Linked DNA regions of Canis lupus: region 2 is linked to region 1. A link is a contact called in public Hi-C data. All regions are on one chromosome and are shown on one strand. The core of a region is the stretch at or near the end of the contact, and the rest is flanking DNA. Distances in the headings are between cores, read along the strand shown.

What was found. Hi-C and Micro-C count contacts between places; a contact is called where the count stands out from the background.
Region 2: a contact with region 1 is called in a Hi-C map of blood, with 3 times the contacts expected there. The contact joins the promoter of RPL13A here to the promoter of PRMT1 in region 1. A contact is called at or near these places in 2 of 9 Hi-C or Micro-C datasets (both in blood).

What each region holds. Positions count from the first base shown.
Region 1 is chr1:107,533,319-107,537,707 of UU_Cfam_GSD_1.0, forward strand. It overlaps PRMT1 (protein arginine N-methyltransferase 1), which reads right to left and starts at 2,960. Exons shown (of 10, transcript XM_038528209.1): 1 at 2,810-2,960; 2 at 1-24. The coding sequence starts at 2,845.
Region 2 is chr1:107,689,099-107,693,413 of UU_Cfam_GSD_1.0, forward strand. RPL13A (ribosomal protein L13a) reads right to left here and starts at 1,453. Exons shown (of 8, transcript NM_001313766.1): 1 at 1,341-1,453. The coding sequence starts at 1,355. FLT3LG (fms related receptor tyrosine kinase 3 ligand) reads right to left here. Exons shown (of 7, transcript NM_001003350.1): 7 at 2,408-2,643. The coding sequence ends at 2,425.

The DNA of each region.
Region 1 (4,389 bases), core at 1,710-4,209:
GCTTTCTGCCTGGCCACAGGAGACCTGGGAGAGGGTGGACGGGAGCAGAGGTTAAATCTGGGGGCTCTCCAAGGCCTCTTAAACCTCCAGGTCCCTACTTCTCCCTGGAGAACAGATCCTCCCCCCAATCATACCATGGCAACCCTAAAGGCCCCACCTGCCGTCCTGCCTCCCCCACGAGCCCCAAAACCTTACAACCCCACTTTCCTCTTCCAGGACCCCCCCAGAGCACCATCCAAGGGAGCACCCCAATACCTCAGCCACGCCTACCATCTCTCCAGTCTTTCTGCCCCCGTCTCTAGCTCAGCCCACAGCTGGGGAGGGGAGGGGAAGGCAGAATTGGGGCAGACACGGGAAGGGCAGGTGGGGGGGCTGGAAATGGAGTTAAGGAAGTAGCCACGGTACTTGGGGAGGCCAGATGGGAGCCACAGACCTGGAGGGTGGTTTGTACTAACGGTTTGGGGGCACAGGGTAAACTGGTTTGAAGCGAGAGAAATCATGGTTAGCCTGCTAGAAAGGGCCTGATAATGTGGCAAGATATATGTATGTGGGGAAGGGTCTCACAAAAGGATATTTACTTCTTCAAGAGGCGGCTGGAGGCTCATCCCATTAGCCAAGGTGGCTACAAAATTCTAGGAGAGAGTAACAGGGAGAAAGGATTAGCTACTGGGAGTGGCTAGGGGAGGGCCAGGCCAGGGGACCCCAGCTCACAGGGGAGGGGGTGTTTCCTGCAATTTTCTTTTTCCTTGGTGGGGAGTGGTGGCAGAGGGAGTAAAGAGGCAGGGCTGTTTTCAAAAGGGGGTGGGAAAAGTGGGGGGAGAAGAGATGGGGTTCTGTCCCAGCTACGGCTGGAGAGATGGTGGCCCGCCCCCACGTTGCCCTCTCTGGCCAGGCACCTGACCATACACACCTCCCCCATCCAGGCCAGAGGAGCTGGCACCCGCCAGGCACACAGGCACTGCCAGCTGTCACTCCCCCTCATCATCTAATCCCCCCCAGATTAGGTGACACTTCCTGACACACACACACACACCCCCATCCCAGGGTGCCAAGAGTAGCTGGGGGGGGGGGGGCGCTGGCAGTGTGTACCCACTGGGCATCTACCACCTTTGCAAACAAGCCTCTTGTCTAAGAGGATTCCAGAAAGGAGGTGTGGCACACAGGCACCCCTACCAGAGTTGGCACCCTGACCCCTAGCTCCTGCCTTGGGCTCAGGAAGCCCCAAACAAAACCACCAGCTGGAGCCAATCTCCAAGCTTCGTTCCCTCTTCCCAGGAAGGTAGAGTCCCAGGGAGGAGGCCAAACTCTGGCCCCTCAAACCCATTGACACCCATCCCAGGGCCCAAAGCCCCTGGGGTGTGGGGCCAAATCCTGAGGCAACCTCTAAAAGAGATATTTCCTCCACCCATACAGACTCTGGTCCAGGAGAGAGCCAAGGGGGATGGAAGTCATTGGAGTGACCCCTGGGGGCCGCTGGCCCCCAATGCTACAAGGTAAGAGGAGGGATCATGCAGGCCCCATCAGATGACATCTCTTCCGGATATGACCACTCTCCAGGCCCCTCAGAAGCACGAAGTCACACACAAGACCCACTCAGCTCCAAGCCCCGCCCCCATTCTCCCAAGCCAGTGAGGACACCTACAAAGAAGGGTGACGGGTAAGGGGATTTCCCACTGGGACCCATTTCTCAATACCACTAACACCACAGCCGAGCAAGTCCCAAGGGAGCTTGAAACAGCACCGGAACCAAGCCCACATGGCTGCACAAGAATCAAACTTCTCAGGACACCATCTCAAGCCTCCAGGCTCAGGACCCTCAAACAGGGCTTCAGAAAGGGGGAGGTCATCTCCCACCTTCGCGTATCTAGGCGCCGAGGAGAGAAAAGTCTCCAGTAGGAGGTAGCTTATATTCCCCCACAAGCTCTTCCCAGCAGAGACTCTCCCTCCCCTAGCCCGGGAGGGCTCCAAAGGGGAGGTGGGCTTTGGGACACGCCCCATGAAAAAGATGTCCCTCCCACACACCCAGAAATGGCCACAAGGGGGTGCACGACGCCTTATCGGGAAGAATCTCCTTCAACCAGAGGCCCCCCCACCACCCGGAGGGAGGTCACAGGGGCATGCCCCATCCCCCCAGCTCCCAGAGCCCCGGGAAGGGGGGAATCCAGGGACAGGAAACCGGGGGCCCGGAGGGAACCAATCCTTCCTCTTCCTCCAATCCCAACCCCTGAGTCCACGAAACCTGGACCGAAGCCTAAGGAGATGCCGCGGTATCGGGAACGGGGTTGTGGAGGGCCGAGCTACACTGCCCCTCCCGAGAGACTCTACTTCTCGGAGGGACAGAAGTGAGCCCACGCCGAGGGGTACGTCGCGATCCCGGGGGAAAGGGCAGGGGGCCTCCGAGGGAGGGTCGGAGCCTCCTCTCCGCCCCCCCCCCGGGGCGCCCCTCCCCCGGCCGGGGGCGGGGCCTTTGTCCCGCACGTGGAGCCCGTCGGGCCACCGGGCACGGCACACCCCCTCCCCACCCACCGTGCCGCGGCCACGTGGGGGCCAGGCCGGAAGCGCCCCCAGCCCTCCTCCACGTGGGAGGGGGCACGACACCCTCGGCTCGACAGAGTGCCGCAGACCCCCGAAAGCTAGGAAACCCGAACCTCTGACTGTATCCCGCGATCCGCAGCATGCGGCGTCCCCACCGTACGGCTGAGAACCTTCAGCCCCAATCCGCCCATTCGGGGCCCCTTCCCCACGACGGAGGCACAAAACATCGACCCCCAAACCGCCCCCCACCCCCGGCAGCGCTCCAGGCGCTCACCTCCATGATGCAGTTCGCGGCCTCGGCTGCCGCCATCTTCACCCGCACCTACTCCTCCTCCTGCCGCCGAGACCCCCCCCTTTCTCCGCACTCCCCCGGGACCGCCTTATACCGGAGGGTCCACGACCCGCCCACCACGACCCCGCCAGGAGATTTCATTGGCAACGGAGGCGGCCCGTCTGAGGATGTCGCTTGCTAATTGGGCAAAGAGAGACGCCCATCAAAGCTGAGGGGCCCGCCCAGTCTGGTGTGCGGAGCCCCGCCCCCTTAAGTCGACGGGGATGGGAAAGACTGCCCGTCTATCGCAAGAACCGTGACTGCTGATTGGGCAAAGTCTACCAGAAGTTCCCGCCCCTGTCCCCCCAGCACCGCCTCAAAGCTTCCCGGCGGGCCCCGCGTTAAGCGGACATCTTGAAAGGGAGCTGTCCATCATCAAAACAACCCGCCTCTTAATAGATGCTATTGGTTTATCCTGAGCGTGACGTCATGAAGCCTTTGCACCGCCCCCGTCAAGCTGCTGGTCTCAAGGAGAACGCGGCGATTGGCCCATGAGAAGGGGAGGAGAGACGGGCCTTTAGGCTCCAGCGATTGGCTCAATGAACAGTCACTCCTCAGCCACTCGGTGGATTCTCCCAGTCGCAGGGGAGGGGGGGGAAGTTCAGGAGGAAGGAGGGAGCTTGTGGTCATTTACCTGAGGGACAGACTGGAGACCTGAGAGGTCCAGAGAAAAGGAGGGCTTGTCTGGTGTGCGGTGCAAGTCAGCAAGAGGACTCAGGCCTCGAGACATATAAGCACCTAGCCCTCTACCTAACTTCCGAGTTTTTTAAATCCAACAACCCCACTCAAGCCACTTGGCCTTTGCCGAGTCCCTCCCCCTGCTAAAAACCCGCACCTCCCTTTGTCTGCCGACTCCTATATATCAGCCGGGGCACACCTTCGATGCCACCTCCTCCAGGAAGCGTTCCTCCTCTTACAGGGACCCATGATAAATTGAAAACATCATAAACTGAAAATGCATTCAAATTTAATCCACCTAGGGCGCCTGGGTGGCTCAGTGGTTGATCGGCTGCCTTTGGCTCAGCCATACCGGGTACCTGGGATCAAGTCCTACATGGGCGGGGCTCCCGGGGGGCTCCTCGCAGGGAGCTGCTTCTCCCTCTGCCTATGTCTCTGCCTCTCTCTCTGTGTCTCTCATGAATAAATAAATAAAATCTTTTAAAAAAAATCAGTGAAAGAATGCACAAAAGAGAACGTACTGTATAATTGTATTCATATAAAGTTTTCTTTGTTTATTTGGGGGGGGAACAGAATCTTAACCAGGTTCCACGCCCAAAGTGGAGCACAACATGGGGCTCAATTCCACGACCCCAGAGATCATGACCTGAGTGGAAGTCAAGTTTAGATGCTTAACTGGCTGAGCCTACCCAGGTGCCCCCATATGACTTTACAGGACTATGATGAATAAAGTGGCTATCCCATGTACAAGTCTTTCTGTGGATGTATATTTTTGTCGTGGGTAAATCTAGAAGCAGATAACTGGGTTGTATGCTAGGCATACCTTTAACTTTATAAGAAACTGC
Region 2 (4,315 bases), core at 203-2,702, 150 kb after region 1:
AGAGTGCCCTATCCACTAGCAGGCCTGAAAACCAGGACCCGAGGCCCACCGAACAGATGTGGCCAAGAAACCAAAGGTTGACACGATTTCCGTGAACAGAATTAAAACAAAGGCCTTTCCTCACATCTCAGCTGCCTAAAGGGCAGGAAGTCTTAAGCCCCAATTACATTCAAGGGTGAGAGGATGAGCTGGGATTTGAACAAAGGCTGGCAACAGTCTGTCCATTGATCCAGTCAGTGGGAGAGGCTCTGCAGAGTAGTCAGGAGCTGGTGCCAGATCTTATGTCGAATTTAGCTCAGCATCCCTGGGCGAACTTCTCAAAGTCAAATCCTTAGCTTCTTCACCACGAGTCAAGTCCCCACTCTTACCCAGTGCTTGTTATATACTTGTGATTGTTGGAAGGCAGAAGGATACAGAATCTAAAGCCAGACTTCCTGACAATGTGACTTTGGCTAAAAATCTCCAGCTTCCTCACCTGGAAGATGGGGATAACAATATCTGCCTCAGGAACATTATGGTATGTTAACCGTATTACACTAAATATAAACCCAATGGTGCCAGGCACAGTTGACTGCGCGAACACGTGTTCAGAGAACCTTACCACCTCTCCGGACTCCACAAACGTGCCTTTTCCTCCCCTTACCGCTCAGACTCATTACATAAATTCACATGGACACCCTTTCCGGAACCATCCTCGCTTTCATATTTAAAAAAATCAAGACAAGGAGTCCGCCGCTTCTGCGGTGTCCCTCAGGTGGCCATGGGCAGCGGAGCCTTTCATCAGTTCTCTGCTCCAGGAGCAACGAAAAGAGCAATTCGTTCCTGGACGTCCAGTAGGCAGGAACGCTCTGGACCCACCGCCTAAGACCTCCTACGAAAGCGTCCAGAGCTGCAGGCGGCGGGTGAGAACTCCCACGAGGGTGAGGGGACGCGCGCCTCGAGCAGGCTGGTAGCGCCCTCCATTTTGGCCAATCCTTGGCTTCTCACAGCCCAGGCGCTTTCCGTCGCTAAGGACACACGGGCCCAACTCGGCCAAGGCTTGGCCGAGAGGAAGACAAACGAGCCCTACTTTTAAAGTAGCTTTCTATTTTGGGAGCCCCCATTATGCCCCTAAGAGAAAAGGGGTAATGCCGCATTTTAGCCATTCCCGAACAAAAAGAAGCCATCCTAGTTATCTCCTGTTTCCCCGTTGCAGATTCCTTAGGCCGAAAGCTTCTCCTTTCGTTCAATTATCGAGTTTAGGTTTCACAACACACTTATGAGGGCAAAGAGGGCCCTACCCCATTCCGGCCTGGAACCCACCCGGCCCCACGCCTCCCCGGCCCGCGAAGAGCCCGCACCTGCCCCTCCGCCATCTTCGGCAGCCGCCTGGGAAAGGAGGAAGCCTCGGCGCAGGGTTTCTTATCCCTTGAAACAGGGGCGGAGGAAGTGACGCCGCATGGGCTGTACGGGCAGCTTTCCGTCTTTTCATTGGCTAGAGTGTTTTGCGCGTGCGCAAAGGGAGCCGCTAGAAGGCGGGTCGTCTTCTAACTGTCCAATCCGCGTCCAGTCCTTCTCGTCGGCTCTTAAGCAGCCATTGCTGTGCTGGGCGAGAGATCACGTGGGGTATGATGCGGCTCCGCTGGGACGGGACTGTCCAGCCTCGGCAGCCATATTTTTGAGGGGCTGCGAATTTCCGCGTTGGGGGCTTGGTCGGGTGTCTGCGGGGAGCGGAGGGAAGCGCCGTCACTCGCTGAAGCGACAGCAGGTTGCAGGGCACGCGGTGGCCCGCAGGGGGCCAGTGGGCTCTCTCTTCATCGCGCAGTCTAGGCTTAAAGGTCTGGATTCCAGTGGCTGTTCCGCCTCCCAGTGACTTGGCCGAACCCCACCCCCCCACCCCCCGGCCCCCGCCTGACCCTGTCTGGGCCTCAGTGTCCCCGTCTGTAAAACAGATGGAAATAGTTTGCCCTCTGAGCTCTAAGAGCGTACGAGGGAATGACTACCAGGCGGCTTCGAGGTTTTCGCTTCGGCTGCGTCCCTGGCCTCGGATGTCCTCCCCTCCAGCCCCACCTTCTGAAGCCTCAGACTGTCACAGTCCCAGTGCTTTCCTGCGGAGGAGTCCTCTCCTCCAGGGCGCCCCCCGGGATCTCAGGCTGCCGGGACGCGTACTCGCCGCGGGCTCCGAGGGCCTGTACTGCAGCCGCTGCACCGAGGCGCCCAGGGTCTTGTTCCCCTCAGATCCGGAGCCCCGGGCCGGCGGGTCCTGACTCCCCCCGACTGGGTCTCGGCGCTGCCGCGCACTGGTTCTGCACCCCAGGCGGCCTCAGAGAGCAGGGACTGAATGAAGCATTGCATTAACCGAAAAACCAGGATCCGCACCCAAACTGCCCCGTCCACATCCTGTCCCATCTACAGGCCTGGCGACAGCTGGTAGAAAAGGATGATTTATATACAATTTCTTGGGGGCAAGGACTTTGTACAGAGGGGGAGAGGTGGGGCTGGGGCTGGCTTTGGGGGCGTTGGGGGCGGGCGTTGCCTTGATCCTGGGGAGGGAGCGAGCGGGGCTGCGTGGTCGAGGAAGGGACCAGTCTCTAGCTGACTCCCTCCAGGTCCCAGCTCTGTGTCCTCGGGCAGATGGCTCCGCTCGCTGGGCCTCAGTGTCCTCTGTAAAACGGGATGAGAGATGTGTCTGTCTCAGTGGACTGTCTGGGGATCCGTGGACAGAAGAGAGGAAGGAGAGCACCAAGCTCAGTGCTCGGCACAGACTCAGTATTGAGAACAATTCCCTTTCCAGTGAGTGCCCACTGTGTGTTAGGGCATCACTGTCCAAGAGAACTAACTCTGCAAAGATGGAGACCGTGAGATCCCTGCGCTCCCACACAGCCGCAGAGCAGCCACGGTGAATGCCGAGTACTCCAAATGTGCCCAGTGCAACTGAGGAGCTGAGTTTTACATCTTACCTACTTTAAACTTAACTGGTAGTGTGTTTATTAGGAGAGCAGGAAAACCGAGTGGACAGAAGCAAGAACAGGACGAAAACTTCTCAGTGGATTACCTTTTCAAAAAAAATTGTAACAAAAATTATTGTACAAGGGAAGCCTGGGTGGCTCAGCAGTTGAGGGTCTGCCTTCAGCTCAGGGTGTGATCCTGGGGTCCTGTAGGGAGCCTGCTTCTCCCTTTGCCTGCATCTCTGCCTCTCTCTTGTGTGTCTCTCATGAATAAATAAATAAAATCTTTAAAAATTGTTTTGAAAAATTATTGTACAAAAACAAGTGCTAAAGTGAAAAATTATTTAAACTTAGAAACTGGGATCCCGGGCAGCCCCGGTGGCACAGTGGTTTAGTGCTGCCTGCAGCCTGGGATGTGATCCTGGAGACCCGGGATCGAGTCCCGCATCGGGCTCTCTGAATGAATAAATAAATAAATCTTAAAAAAAAAAAAAAAGTCTCTGTGTGACTATCATGAATAAATAAATAAAATCTTTAAAAATAAAGTAAACTTAGAAACTGATCCTGGGGCTGGGGGGGGGGGGGCGCTGTCAGTTACCCCATCTGACTCTTAATTTTGGCTCAGGTCCTGATCTCAGGGTGAGGGAATCAAGTCCCCAGTCAATTTGATGGTAGAAGTGGAGACTGGTTAAGATTCTCTCTCACCATCTCCCTCTGTTCCCCCCTCCCTGCTCTTTATCAAAAAGAAAAGAGAAAAAAAGGAGAGGTGCATGGGTGGTTCAGTTGGTTAAGTGTCTGCCTTCAGGTCAGGTCATGATCCCATGGGCTCCCTGCTCAGTGGGGAGTCTGCTTCTCCCCTTCCCTCTGCTCCTCCCCCCATTTGAGGGTGCTCTGTCTTCTCTCAAATAATAAAATCTTTTTTTTTTATTTTTATTTATTTATGATAGTCACAGGGAGAGAGAGAGAGAGGCAGAGACGCAGGCAGAGGGAGAAGCAGGCTCCATGCACCGGGAGCCCGATATGGGATTCGATCCCGGGTCTCCAGGATCGAGCCCTGGGCCAAAGGCAGACACCAAACCGCTGTGCCACCCAGGGATCCCTCAAATAATAAAATCTTTAAAAAAATAGCAAAAACAACTTGTTTCTTTTTGGAAACTTGTTTTTTTTTAAGATTTTTATTTTATTTACTCATGAGAGATACAGGCAGAGGGAGAAGCAGGCTCCATGTAGGGAGCCTGATGCGGGACTTGATCCCGGGACCCCAGGATCACGCCCTGGGCTGCAGGTGGCGCTAAACCGCTATGCCATCCGGGCTGCCCCTTTTTGGAAACTTGTTTGGAACAATTTGAGCAGGTGAATCTACTTTTTTGCAAATGTAAATTTCAAGA